Linked DNA regions of Sus scrofa: all the other regions are linked to region 3. The links are chromatin contacts, called in public Hi-C maps. All regions are on one chromosome and are shown on one strand. Each heading gives the region's core, a stretch centred on a gene start, on an enhancer-like site or on the middle of the called end of the contact. The rest is flanking DNA. Distances are from core to core; before and after follow the strand shown. Region 1 overlaps GTF2E2 (general transcription factor IIE subunit 2). Region 2 overlaps RBPMS (RNA-binding protein with multiple splicing). Region 3 holds the start of RBPMS (RNA-binding protein with multiple splicing).

The links. Hi-C and Micro-C count contacts between places; a contact is called where the count stands out from the background.
Region 1: a contact with region 3 is called in a Hi-C map of fetal liver, with 2.4 times the contacts expected there. The contact joins the enhancer-like site here to the promoter of RBPMS in region 3. A contact is called at or near these places in 1 of 5 promoter capture datasets (liver), 13 of 47 Hi-C or Micro-C datasets (alveolar macrophages, embryonic fibroblasts, fetal heart ventricle and 9 more) and 1 of 2 datasets of contacts at active chromatin or transcription factors (skeletal muscle).
Region 2: a Hi-C map of liver shows a contact between it and region 3, with 3 times the contacts expected there. The contact joins the enhancer-like site here to the promoter of RBPMS in region 3. A contact is called at or near these places in 6 of 47 Hi-C or Micro-C datasets (embryonic fibroblasts, fetal heart ventricle, heart right ventricle and 2 more) and 1 of 2 datasets of contacts at active chromatin or transcription factors (skeletal muscle).

What each region holds. Positions count from the first base shown.
Region 1 is chr15:54,504,887-54,508,720 of Sscrofa11.1, reverse strand. The region is part of intron 7 of GTF2E2 (general transcription factor IIE subunit 2); the gene reads right to left. Among named protein-coding and RNA genes, the nearest start is that of SMIM18, 41 kb to the right of the region's middle. Within about 2 kb of position 1,385, at least 9 of the 83 cell types and tissues checked have an H3K27ac peak or open chromatin away from gene starts, as enhancers often do. A contact at or near this core is called in fetal liver, where this site is marked.
Region 2 is chr15:54,564,214-54,567,700 of Sscrofa11.1, reverse strand. All of the region lies in intron 6 of RBPMS (RNA-binding protein with multiple splicing), which reads left to right. Among named protein-coding and RNA genes, the nearest start is that of SMIM18, 100 kb to the right of the region's middle. Within about 2 kb of position 1,855, at least 5 of the 83 cell types and tissues checked have an H3K27ac peak or open chromatin away from gene starts, as enhancers often do. A contact at or near this core is called in liver, where this site is marked.
Region 3 is chr15:54,723,875-54,727,799 of Sscrofa11.1, reverse strand. It overlaps RBPMS (RNA-binding protein with multiple splicing), which reads left to right and starts at 2,387. Exons shown (of 9, transcript XM_021074872.1): 1 at 2,387-2,992. The coding sequence starts at 2,927.

The DNA.
Region 1 (3,834 bases), core at 136-2,635, 220 kb after region 3:
ACCTGTGACCTCATGGTTCCTAGTCGGATTCGTTAACTACTGAGCCACGATGGGAACTCCAAATATGCCTTATCTTTTGACCCACCAACTATATTTAAGAAAACTACAATAAGGAGATAATCAGGCAACTGTATATGTATTTATGTGCAAGGATTGGACATCACTTATAATAATAGCACATAGCAAAAAATAAAACAAAACTAAATTTCTCTCTGTGGAGCATCAGAAAAAGTGTTTTAAAGTATGTCCATATCTGGAATAACATTAATATACTTATTAAAGAAGAATGACCTGAAACAGCACTAGAGCACCAAAGGGAGTAGCTACTGGGAGGACTCCTGATTCTCAAGATAAAGTTGAAGTCATCTAAGCTTCCAGGCAGAAAAGAGCAAGTTACTGGCAATGGGGGGAAAGTAAGATTGTCATCAGCCTTCTTACTGGGAACACCACCTAACATTATTTAACTGTAAAAGATGAGTGCCCCCAAATGTCAAACTGACTCTGCTTCTCCACTATCTAACCAACTACAGATCCAGTGGGTCAAAAGCCAGATAGCTAAGCAAAGCATACCTATGAGTAAGATTAACACATCTAGTATTCTGGTACTAGTTCATATTTTTAATGCTACTAATAATAGCTAAACCTACTGTTACTATTAGTCTTACTATGTGCCAGGCTCTACGTTCTTACTATGTTCCAAGCTCTAAGCACATTTTTTTATTTATATAGTCTTTTTAGGACCGCACCCACGGCATATGGAGGTTCCCAGGCTAGGGGTCGAATAGGAGTTACAGCTGCCAGCCTACACCACAGCCACAGCAACAGGGGATCTGAGCCGCATCTGCGACCTACACCACAGTTCATGGCAACGCCAGATCCCTGACCCACTGAGTGAGACCAGGTATCAAACCCTCATCCTCATGGATACTAGTCAGATTCATTTCCACTGCACCACAAGAGGAACTCTTTCTGCACTTTTATTTTATATGAACCTCATGAGAACCACTGAAGTAAACACCATTATTCCTATTTTATAAACAAAGAAACACAGAAAGGGGTCATATGCATCTTTCCTAAGCTAGTAAGGAGTGATCCTACAGGTTGACCACTCAGACCATCCTCTTGCCACTGCATTTAAACTGCCCCTAAATGAATAAGATCCTGATTTAAGGAAATAATCACCTTTGTGAAACACAACACATACCTAGGTCCAACTACCCTACGTTCACTAATCTATATAATTTTTCAAAGTACTACACAAGACTCTCTGCTTAGTTGTGCTAATCACATTTCTGTATATTTGCTTCTATTACACACAGAAGCATGACTGAAAGCTTGTTTGTTCACTCAAGAGTTCCTCTCTATGGCTAAGACTGCCACCTAGTGGGCTAAAACAAAAATCCTCATCTGCATAATTGAGCCAACATTTTGGGGAGCAAGATACAAAAAAAGAGGGAGCTCCTCCTGTTGTGGCTCAGTGGTAATGAACCCGACTAGTAACCATGAAGATGCAGGTTCTCTCCCTGGCCTCATTCAGTGGGTTAAGGATCTGGCATTGCTGTGGCCATGGTGTAGGTTGTAGACACAGCTCTGATCCTGCGTTGCTGTGGCTGTGGCATAGGCCAGCATCTATAGCTTCAATTCAAACCCTAGCCCGGGAACTTTCATATGCCACACATGAGGCCCTAAAAAGCAAAAATGAAAATAAAAATAAATATGAAAAAAAGAGACAGATGGACAGTGAGAAAGACAAATGTTGGGAGTTCCCGTTGTGGCACAGCGCTTAACAAATCCGCCTAGGAACCATGAGGGTGCGGGTTCGACCTCTGGCCTCACTCAGGGGGTTAAGGATCTGGCGTTGCCGTGAGCTGTGGTGTAAGTCACAGACTTGACTCAGATCTGGTGTTGCTGTGGCTCTGGCATAGGCCGGCAGCTGTAGCTCCAAATGAACCCCTAGCCTGGGAACCTCCATATGCCGCAGGTTCGGCCCTAGAAAAGACAGTCAAAAAAAACAAAAAAGACAAATGTTAAGATATGTATCAATTTACAATAGATCGCTGGAAACACATGATTTACCTCATTAACAAAAAAACTTTTTTTTTTCTTTTCAGGGTTGCACTTTTGGCATATGGAATTTCTCAGACTAGGGGTAGAGACAGAGGTGCAGCTGCAGGCCTACGCCACAGCAACATCAGATAGGAAATGCATCTGCAACCTACACTGCATAGCTCACATGAACACCGGATCCTTAACACATGAGTGAGGCCAAGGATAGAAACCACATCCTCGCAGACACTATATGTCAACTTTTTTTTTTTTTTTTTTCTCTTTTTAGGGCCATGCCCACAGCATATGGAGGTTCCCAGGCTAGGGGGTCCAATCGGAGCTGTTGCTGCCAGCCTACACCACAGCCACAGCAACGACAGATCTAAACCGCATTTGAGACCTCCACCACAGCTCACATCAACGCCGGATCCTTAACCCACTGAGCAAGGCCAGGGATTGAACCCACAACCCTGTGGTTCCTAGTCAGATTCGTTTCTGCTGTGCCACGATGGGAACTCCTTTGTCAACTTCTTTACCCACTGAGTCACAACAGGAACACTCCGTTTTTTAAATTAAGTGATTCACACAATACCAACACTTTCTTCTAAAAGAACAATGTCCTACCTCTGAGGTTCCCATGGGTGGCTGTGACCCCACCCCCCAGGGTCTCTGCAGCACTGTATGAACACCACAATGACATACTGTATGACATGTGTCATTTGTGTACCCATGTCGTTCCTCCCTCAGTTTGGGCGCAGGGACAGAAACTTTACTCACTTTGCTATCACTTATATCACTGAATGTGCCTAATAAAAGAATGCATGAAAAGAAGCTTGAAGACAATGTATCTTAATGTTTCTCTGTTTTATAAATGTAAACTGTACCTTTAATATAATTCTCAACCTAGGTGATTCTGCTCCCCAGGAACTTTTAGTAATGTGTGGATACCTTTTTGGTTGTCACAGTCAGGCATCTAAAGTAGCCGGGGATGTTGCTAATCATCCCACAGTGCACTGTGGCAACCTGGACACCAAAAAAAATTATCCAGCTCCAAATGTCAATACTGCCAGGGCTGAAAAACCCTGCTTCCTCCCAATCACCTTTCCCAGAAAGTTTAAAGATGAAAGAAAAATACCAATTTACAATACACTGAGCCTAGAACCCAATTCTGTTTAACATACACAAATAAAGTATTCCTTGTACTGGTTTAATACACACTTGATTTTCTCGTAATATACAATGGAAAATATATATGAACACAGTATGAGTAACTTCTGTAAATCACTGAAAAGCTACATTTTGTATTTTTCAGAACTTTACCAAGAATTATTTCCCTCTTAATAATCCCAGTTGTGGGATATAAGCTGCCAATGAATCGCAACTTTATTAGTTCATTTGTACCTATCACATTCAATAGTAATTCTACATATAAATGTAAACAGTTATTTCATTTATATTCTAGTATTTATAAATCTGACTGAACAATTATGAACACGGAAATAAGTTTTTAAAATATAAATCAATTTCTTTTTATTTATTTTATAGTTAGGATATTATACTGACAAGAAATTCTCATAAAGCTAAATTTTATTTTCTATGAATTTTATTTTTACAAGAGCAAAGAAGACATTACAAAATATTTGTTACAAAAATAATCCATTGCATAGAGATGGCCAGTAGGCACATGAAAAGATGCTCAACTTTCCTAATTAGTAGAGAAATGCAAGTCAAAACTATAATGAGGTACCACCTCACATTGGTCAGACTGGCCATCATTAAAAAGTCTAC
Region 2 (3,487 bases), core at 606-3,105, 160 kb after region 3:
GAGACTGGGCCCCGGGTACCTCCCCAGCTCCCAGCCAGCCAGAGGGCGTCACCAGAGCCTAGCCGTGTATGCCGGCTCTGGACGGGCTGCAGAGGGAGGCATGCACTGGCCATAGGAGTTTTGTGTCTGCGTGTGTTTTCTGTGTGTTGAGATTCTGCTCTCGTGTTCTGTGTGATCTAGTGACGAAGGAGAAAGTTGGAAGTTTCTGGGAGGAAGATTATATGCTATCATGCATACGTCAAAGGAAAGATGAAGGGTTTCTTTTTTCTATTTTTAAGAGACCTTGTAGAAAAGGAGGTACGATGTAGTGTAATTGTAGGTTAAGGTGGAGGTGTCTCTTCTGACCAGCTTTCTTTCTTAAGAATAGCCTTTGTTTGGGAGTTTCTGTCATGGCTCAGCGGTTAGCGAACTTGACTAGCGTCCAAGAGGGCATGGGTTCGATCCCTGGCCTCATGCAGTGGGTCAAGGATCTGGCGTTGCCATGAGCTGTGGTGTACGTTGTAAATGTGGCTCAGATCCTGCATTGCTGTGGCTGTGACGTAGGCCGGCGGCTATAGCTCTGATTGGACTCCTGGCCTGAGAACCTCCGTATGCCTCGGATTTGGTCCTAAAAAGAGAAAAAGACCAAAAAAAAAAAAAAAAAAAAAAAAAAGAATAGCCTGCATTTGGAGTTTCCACTGTGGTGCAGTGGGTTGAGGACCTGGCATTGTCTCTATGGTGGCTCAGGTCACTTCTGAGACAAGGGTTTGATCCCTAGCCCGGGAACTTCCATATGCCACGGGTATGGCCAAAAAAAAAAAAGAGTAGCCTGACTTTTATAAATAGACTCCTTTGTTTCTTCACAAAGATTGCTGTCTACATATCAAAGATTGCTCTTCCCTTAGAAAAAAAATGCTTCTCTGAGCTTTGGTTTTAGTGCAAGTAGTAGTCTTCAATATTAAGAGTCAGGCTGATGATCAATAGCAAATACGATAGAAAGACTGTAGCTTTCATTTGTCTTATTGCATGTGTAACTCCCACAAGCCGGAAAGCCTGCTTTTAAAAACCCATCAGCCTGGAGATGTGGGGGTTTTGTCTGTTTTGTTTCGTGTTTACTTACAAGGCTGGATGATAGGAACAGCTTCCCAGAAGACCCTTCTGACTTAAAACTCTTTCATGTTGTATAGGACACTGGCGGCCCCAGAGAGGCTTCTTGCAGGCGGCCAGGGGTCAGGGGCATTACTAGATGGCCGTCCTTCCGTTCTCTTTCGGCTCAGTTGTCAGTGTTCCGGGCACGCGTGGACAGCCCGGGTGGCTGGGCCTCGTGAGTGACTGCCCTCTGTGTTGGGGGAGGGCATAGGAAGTAGTAAAGTAGTGAAGAAAAAAGGTGGTGGTGGTGAGAGTTCTTGGCCCAGAAAACAGAAGTACCAAGGTTCTTCTGAGACTCTCTACCTCATTTCTGGATTCTCAGCGCTTTTGGCCTTTCCTTCCCCTGCTGCTTTATTTCCTCCTTTGTCCGTGTCAGCACTTGGTCACCCCTGCCACAGTAGGTGGCCGGGGAGTAAGGGAGGAAAGTAAACCCGCACATACCTCCTGCTGACTTCTCAGGATGCCGGTCGTGGCCTCAGGGATAATTGTGTACATGCTTTGAAGCAACTCAAAAAGTGTTCCCTGCTTGTCATCCACCCCACCATCCATGGATACATGGTCCCACCCCTTCCTTTCTCTGGACTGCCTAAATACAGATCAATTGGCCATTGAGGCAAATATTGATGATACCATGAAATGGTGCCGAGTTTGCACGGTCTTCCAGCCCTCCATGACTTTGGTTAATTGGCAGCAAAGGCTTTCACCTTTGCCCTGGAAAAGCAAGATTTGAAGACGGGCAAAGGGGACTGGGATTGGTGGCTTTTGGCCATGACATCTGGGTCATTTGCCCTTGCTTCATTTATACCACAGATGCAATCACAAGGCATTCTGGTGCTATGGTGGGAGAAAGAACTAAAAATAAAAGGCCTTAAGAGATTAGAAAGCCCAGGGCAGGAGTTTCCATTGTGGCTCAGCAGGAACAAACCTGATTAGTATCCATGAGGATGTGGGTTCCATCCACGGCCCTGCTCAGTGGGGTAAGGATCTGACGTTGCTGTGGCTATAGTGTAGGCCAGCAGCTGCAGCTCCAATTTAGTTCCTAGCCCCAGGGACTTCCATATGCTGTGAGTGTGGCCCTTAAAAAATAAATAAATTAAAATACAGAAATCCCGTTGTGTTGTAAGAAAGGATGGGGAGAGATAGTGCTGAGATTAGATGGACTGACTCGACCACTATGACTTAATGGGATGTCTTGCCCCTGGTGTCACCTTCCCCGTGAGCTCTTCCTTGATCTTGAGACTTGCCCAACTTGGAATCCGCTTGGCATGGCCACGTCAGTCCTAGAGTTGGTGGGACTCTCATCTGGCACCGGTGGGATCCTTCTGCTCAACCTCCCCTTCCTGTTTGGAGTCACTCCCAGTGCAGGCTTGGGTTCCACATCCTAGAGACTGGTGAACACATATGGTTCTTTAAATGTCTTTGTCCAGTATGAGAATCAGAAAAATGAACTGGGAGAAACTTTACAAATCAGCTGGTTTGACCCATTTGACAGATGAGGAAACAGGCCGGAGAAGATGGAAAGAATTGTCCAAAGGCACAAGTGGCTCTGCCATGACCGGAGCCAGGTCACCTGCCTCCCGCCTCTTTCCACAGCTCAGTGCTGGCTCACCAGAGACTAATTCTTTGACGGAATTTTGGAAAGGCCTTGCTCCAGTGCTCCTTGGATCTTTCCTCTCTAAGTAGATGGCAAGCCTGTAAGAAGAGACTTGAAGGCAGAAACAAGGGAATCAGAACTTCCCCTGCACCCAAAGGGCCTAAGAGACTTTTTATTATCTGGAGGTAGAGTAGAGGGAAGGCCAGAGTGGATAATTCCGTTTTTGTTTTGGAAATCATTATGATTATGTCTTTGAAGATCAGCTCTTAAATAATTTTGCTTTTTCTTAGCAATGTTGTGCTCTGTTTTGAGACATGGATTTTTTTTTTCTTCTAGTGTTTCTCTCCTGAGGCAAAGCCCAACACACCTGTCTTTTGTCCACTTCTCCAGCAAATTAGATTTGTCTCTGGGAATGTGTTTGTAACATATCAACCTACTGCAGACCAGCAGAGGGAGCTCCCATGTTGAATTTGCTCATTAGCTATTCCCCACCTCCACCCCCTCCAACCTTTGGCAAAAACTACTTCTTGGTTAACATTTGAGAGATTTCAATAAAAGTTTTAATTAGAGCAAAACTGATCTCAAGCAGACTGCAGCGTTTTGTTTTCACGGTGATGCGATGCTGGAGCTAAGGTGTTATCTCTGACTGAGATTCTGGGCGAGCTGGGCGCGGGACACTAAGCCTCCGTGATGTGGGAGAAGGATGCAGGGCAGCGCAGGGAGACCCGGTCCCGTGTCTTTCCTGGGCTCCTGAACCCTCAACAG
Region 3 (3,925 bases), core at 1,138-3,637:
GTAAGGTCTTGGAAGGATTATTAATATCATTCAAGCCCTAGAATCAATGCCTGGTAAGAATGCGTTCATCCATTCAAAAGTAATTATTAAGCACCTACTATGTGTGAGGCCCTGTCTAGATGTCCGTAACACAAGAATAAACAAGCCAGACAAGGATCCTCTCACAGAACTTATTTTCATTTTTTATTCCCGAGGTTTCTGACTTTTAACAATGGACAAGGTGCCAGCCTGGCTCAAAGACAAAGGAAGCAGATTCTGTCTGAGATTAAGCCACATTTCCTCGGGTGGGAGGAGGGAGGCTCTCCCCGCACCCTAGAATCACACAATATCCACCTACTCACAAATGGAGTCTGACAAGGACTACCAATCCCTGGGTCAATTGTTATTTTTCTTGGGCCTCTGCCAGGCTCCAGCAAGACAATGCCTTTCTGTGGAGTGTGTTCAGCAACAGGCAGAAATGGCCAAGGAGGGCAAAGTGCTGGCATTACTTGTCAGCACAGGGGCCCAAGACCACCACTCAGCCATTGCCCAGGAAGACAGTGCCCCCTTGTGGTTCCTCATATAACCGAGGGAGGAACTAGAAGAGGAAAAGGGCCATTTCAGTTTCCAGATTAACAGTACCCTGGCCTCTTCTGAAGGTCAATTGCAATTTCAATAGATTCTCAGTTTATTTTCATCCAGGGGACACTTTTTATTTTTTATTTTTTTCCGTAGAGAGAAATGACATCAGGACAGCAATGAACTCTCTTCATCAAAATCTCTCGACTTCCCCTCAACCCCAGAAAAATCCAATATGTAAATCCAAGGATCACTACTGGTTTTTCTCTTCGTCATGCTCTGAAAGCAAATATTTTCTTTGCTTTCTACAATTTGAACCAGGATCTCTGATGATGTTGCCTTGGAGTCGTCTGGGGTATCTCGTCTCCACCGACACCACTTTTAATGCCCTAAAAGCAGAAGCCTTATCTTCAATTTCTGCCGCCATCCCATCCCACTTCTAGGAGCACTTAAACCAGTTAAGGGTAAAGAATGTGGGGTGGGGGAGGGGCGGGGTCAAGACAAACAGTGAAGCAAGCAAGCTGATTAGAAATTGTGATTGGTGCGGTGCGGGGAGAGAATTCCTAGGAGTGAGAAGTGAGAGAGAGCCTACCGAAGTTTGGAGGTTTAAACTTAGGTGTTTGTAGCAGTCACTTGAGTGGAAAGCATAAATGACACCATATTGGAAAAGTTCTGGATGGCTCAGGAAAAATGGAAATTTCCTTCATAAAGCCAGTTTCCATGTATTGTAAACTTAACTGGGTCAGAATGGGTGCCAGGTGCTATAGTTTTATCTATCAACCGATAATCTCCTCTAATAGCAAACTCCTGGGCGATAAATAGAACTCCTAGTTCACAGAGAAGGAAACGGAAACCAAGGCAGTTCTTCCTTCCAAGCCTGGTGCGTAAACAAGCGTTGTGCACTGACCTAGATGCCGGGTCTCCCTTCGTCTCTAAGCTGCTCTGACCCTCTGAATATCTTGTCTTGTCCTCCAGCTTGTCTAGCAGTGAGGAACATTTCCCTCGGCCAACAAATATTTATTGAGTGCGTACTATACACCACGTAGCCTATTAAAAAAACCCAACAACCCAAACCAAACCCGTGGGATTTGAAAGGTAAAGAGGGCTGGGTCTTGCCTTCCAAGAAGGATCTCTTCAGGAGAGTAAGAGAGGCAGCCAGGTAAACAAATAATTCCAGGATAGTCAGATAAGGGCTCTAGAGGAGTCTGAACAGGGGCCAGCCGGTGCGGGGAGGCTGGAAAGGTTTTTGAGGACCCGGCGTCGGACGTGGGTCTGAGGCTGTGCCCTGAAAACGCTGGCCTGGAGTGGGCTGCCCCCGGATGTCACTCGATTTCTCGCATCCTGTCATTTCAAGCTGCCGACTAGGAGAGGTAGAACCAGGTCTAAGCTGGTATTGAAAAGGCGGGGTAGGGGTGCGAATGCCTCGTGAAGAGTAAAGGAGCAAAAGTGACAACTCACACTCCCCGGTCCCCGCGCGGGCAGGGCCGGGCTCCCCGAAGCCCCTCTTCAAGGGAGTGCAGCGCCCGGCTGGGCCACCGGGGCCCCCAGGGGCAGGGCAAACGGGGGACCTAACCTTTCTCCTCTCCCCTCTTCGGCCCTCGCCCAGCGACCTACCGCGGAGTCGGGGGCTCGGGTCGGTCGCTTCCGCCCGGCGCGCGCCATCCGGCCGCCTGGCAGCAGCCCTCCGCGCAGCCCCTCCTCCTGCGGGGGGCTTTGCCGTCCCGCGTCCCGTCCCTCCGGGCTCTAGCCTGCAGCCCACATCCAGGGAGGGCGGAGGGAGGAGGAGGAGGGGAGGGAGGAGAGAGGGGAGGAGGAAGGCAGGCGAGAGAAGGGGAGCTGCTTGGAGCCCGTACTTTCCAGAGCCAGCCAGGAGCGCGCACTCAGCGGCTCTCCGGGTCCCAGCCGCGCCCCGCTACCCCGCACCTCCTCCTCCTGCTCCTCTCCGGGTACCCCTCGCCCCCTCCTTCCAGCAGCTGCTACCTCGGGCGGCGGCTGCCCCCGAGCCTCTACTCAGCCACATCCCCAACTCTGGGCTCACTCCTGGGACGCGCGTCCTCGCCCCATCCTTTCTTCCTTCCTTCCCTCACGCCCGCCCGCCCTCTCCAGGTCTCCCTCCTGGGTCCCGATTGTCTCCGTCCCCTTCTCTGTCCGCCGGCGCCTAGCCCTGCCCCGTCCTCTCCCTCGCACTTCCTGAGTCGCCCGCCGCCGCAGTCTCGCCGCGGGACCCCGAGCCGGAGCCCCAGCCAAGCCGCCACAGCCCCGGCTCCAGCCCCCGCTGCCCGCGGCGCCCGGGGAAGGGAAAAGTGGGCGAGCTCGCCCTCGCCCAGCCCCGCGCCCCAACCCTGCCCGGCGAGGGAGGACCGGGAAGATGAACAACGGCGGCAAAGCCGAGAAGGAGAACACCCCGAACGAGGCCAACCTTCAGGAGGAAGAGGTACGGTGAGGTGGTGGGTACGGGCTGGGACGGCAGCCGCGGGTCTTTTCCAAAGTGCCGGCGGCTGGCGGGGCGCGGGTCCCCGGGCGCCGGGCTGCGCCGGGGAGGGGGCGCCGCGGTCGAGGGTTTGGGAATCGTCCTGGCTCCTTGAAGCAGCCCCAGGCTGTGGCCCGGGGAGAGTGTATCCTCACCGAGTGTGTTTTTGTGGGTCCACGCGCGTCTGTGTGCCTACAATTGCGTAACTTTGAGGACTTTCCTGAGACCTTTTGTAAGTATAATGCCCAGCTTTGTTTGCACCGGATTTTAAAAGCGGAATCGAGAGCTGACTCCTGGGTGACCTCAGATTATTGAGACCGGGAGGGTCAGCACTTAGTTCTGCGTCTGGGGCTGGAAGTTGTGGGGTGTGTTTGTGTGGTTTAAGGAAGAAACTCGGGGAAAGTTCTCCTTAAAAGACTCCTTCGGTTCCCTGCCCCCTCCCTTTCAACGTGAAAAGTTTCTTAGTGAAATATCTTTCCAGCTGAGGCATTTTGGATTAATAGATAACTCATCAGCCGCATTCTTCTCTGATGAGTCTAAGACCCCAACCTGAGTAATTAGGTTTTGTAAATTTAGGGGCGTTGCGGTTGTGGGGAACAGAAGACGAGAGTTTCAAACTTTGCAATTCATTAAGTGATCATCCAGGCTATTTTAATGGAACTTGAACGTCTGAGCGTAAATTTTGTGGTGGGTCTGTAACAAGGATAAAAATGTTGCAGCTGAGGAGCGTTCCTTTGGTAGAAAAAAAAAATTCAGTAAATGTAGAAGGGAACTCTAGAACAAACGTTCCAGAATTTTGTAGTTGAAATATTTGTGATAGCCTGTTCAGTGGCTCTGGTTCCTATAGGTACGTTGTCTGGAGTCCAGTAAACAATATTTTTCACCCTGTCTTTTAAA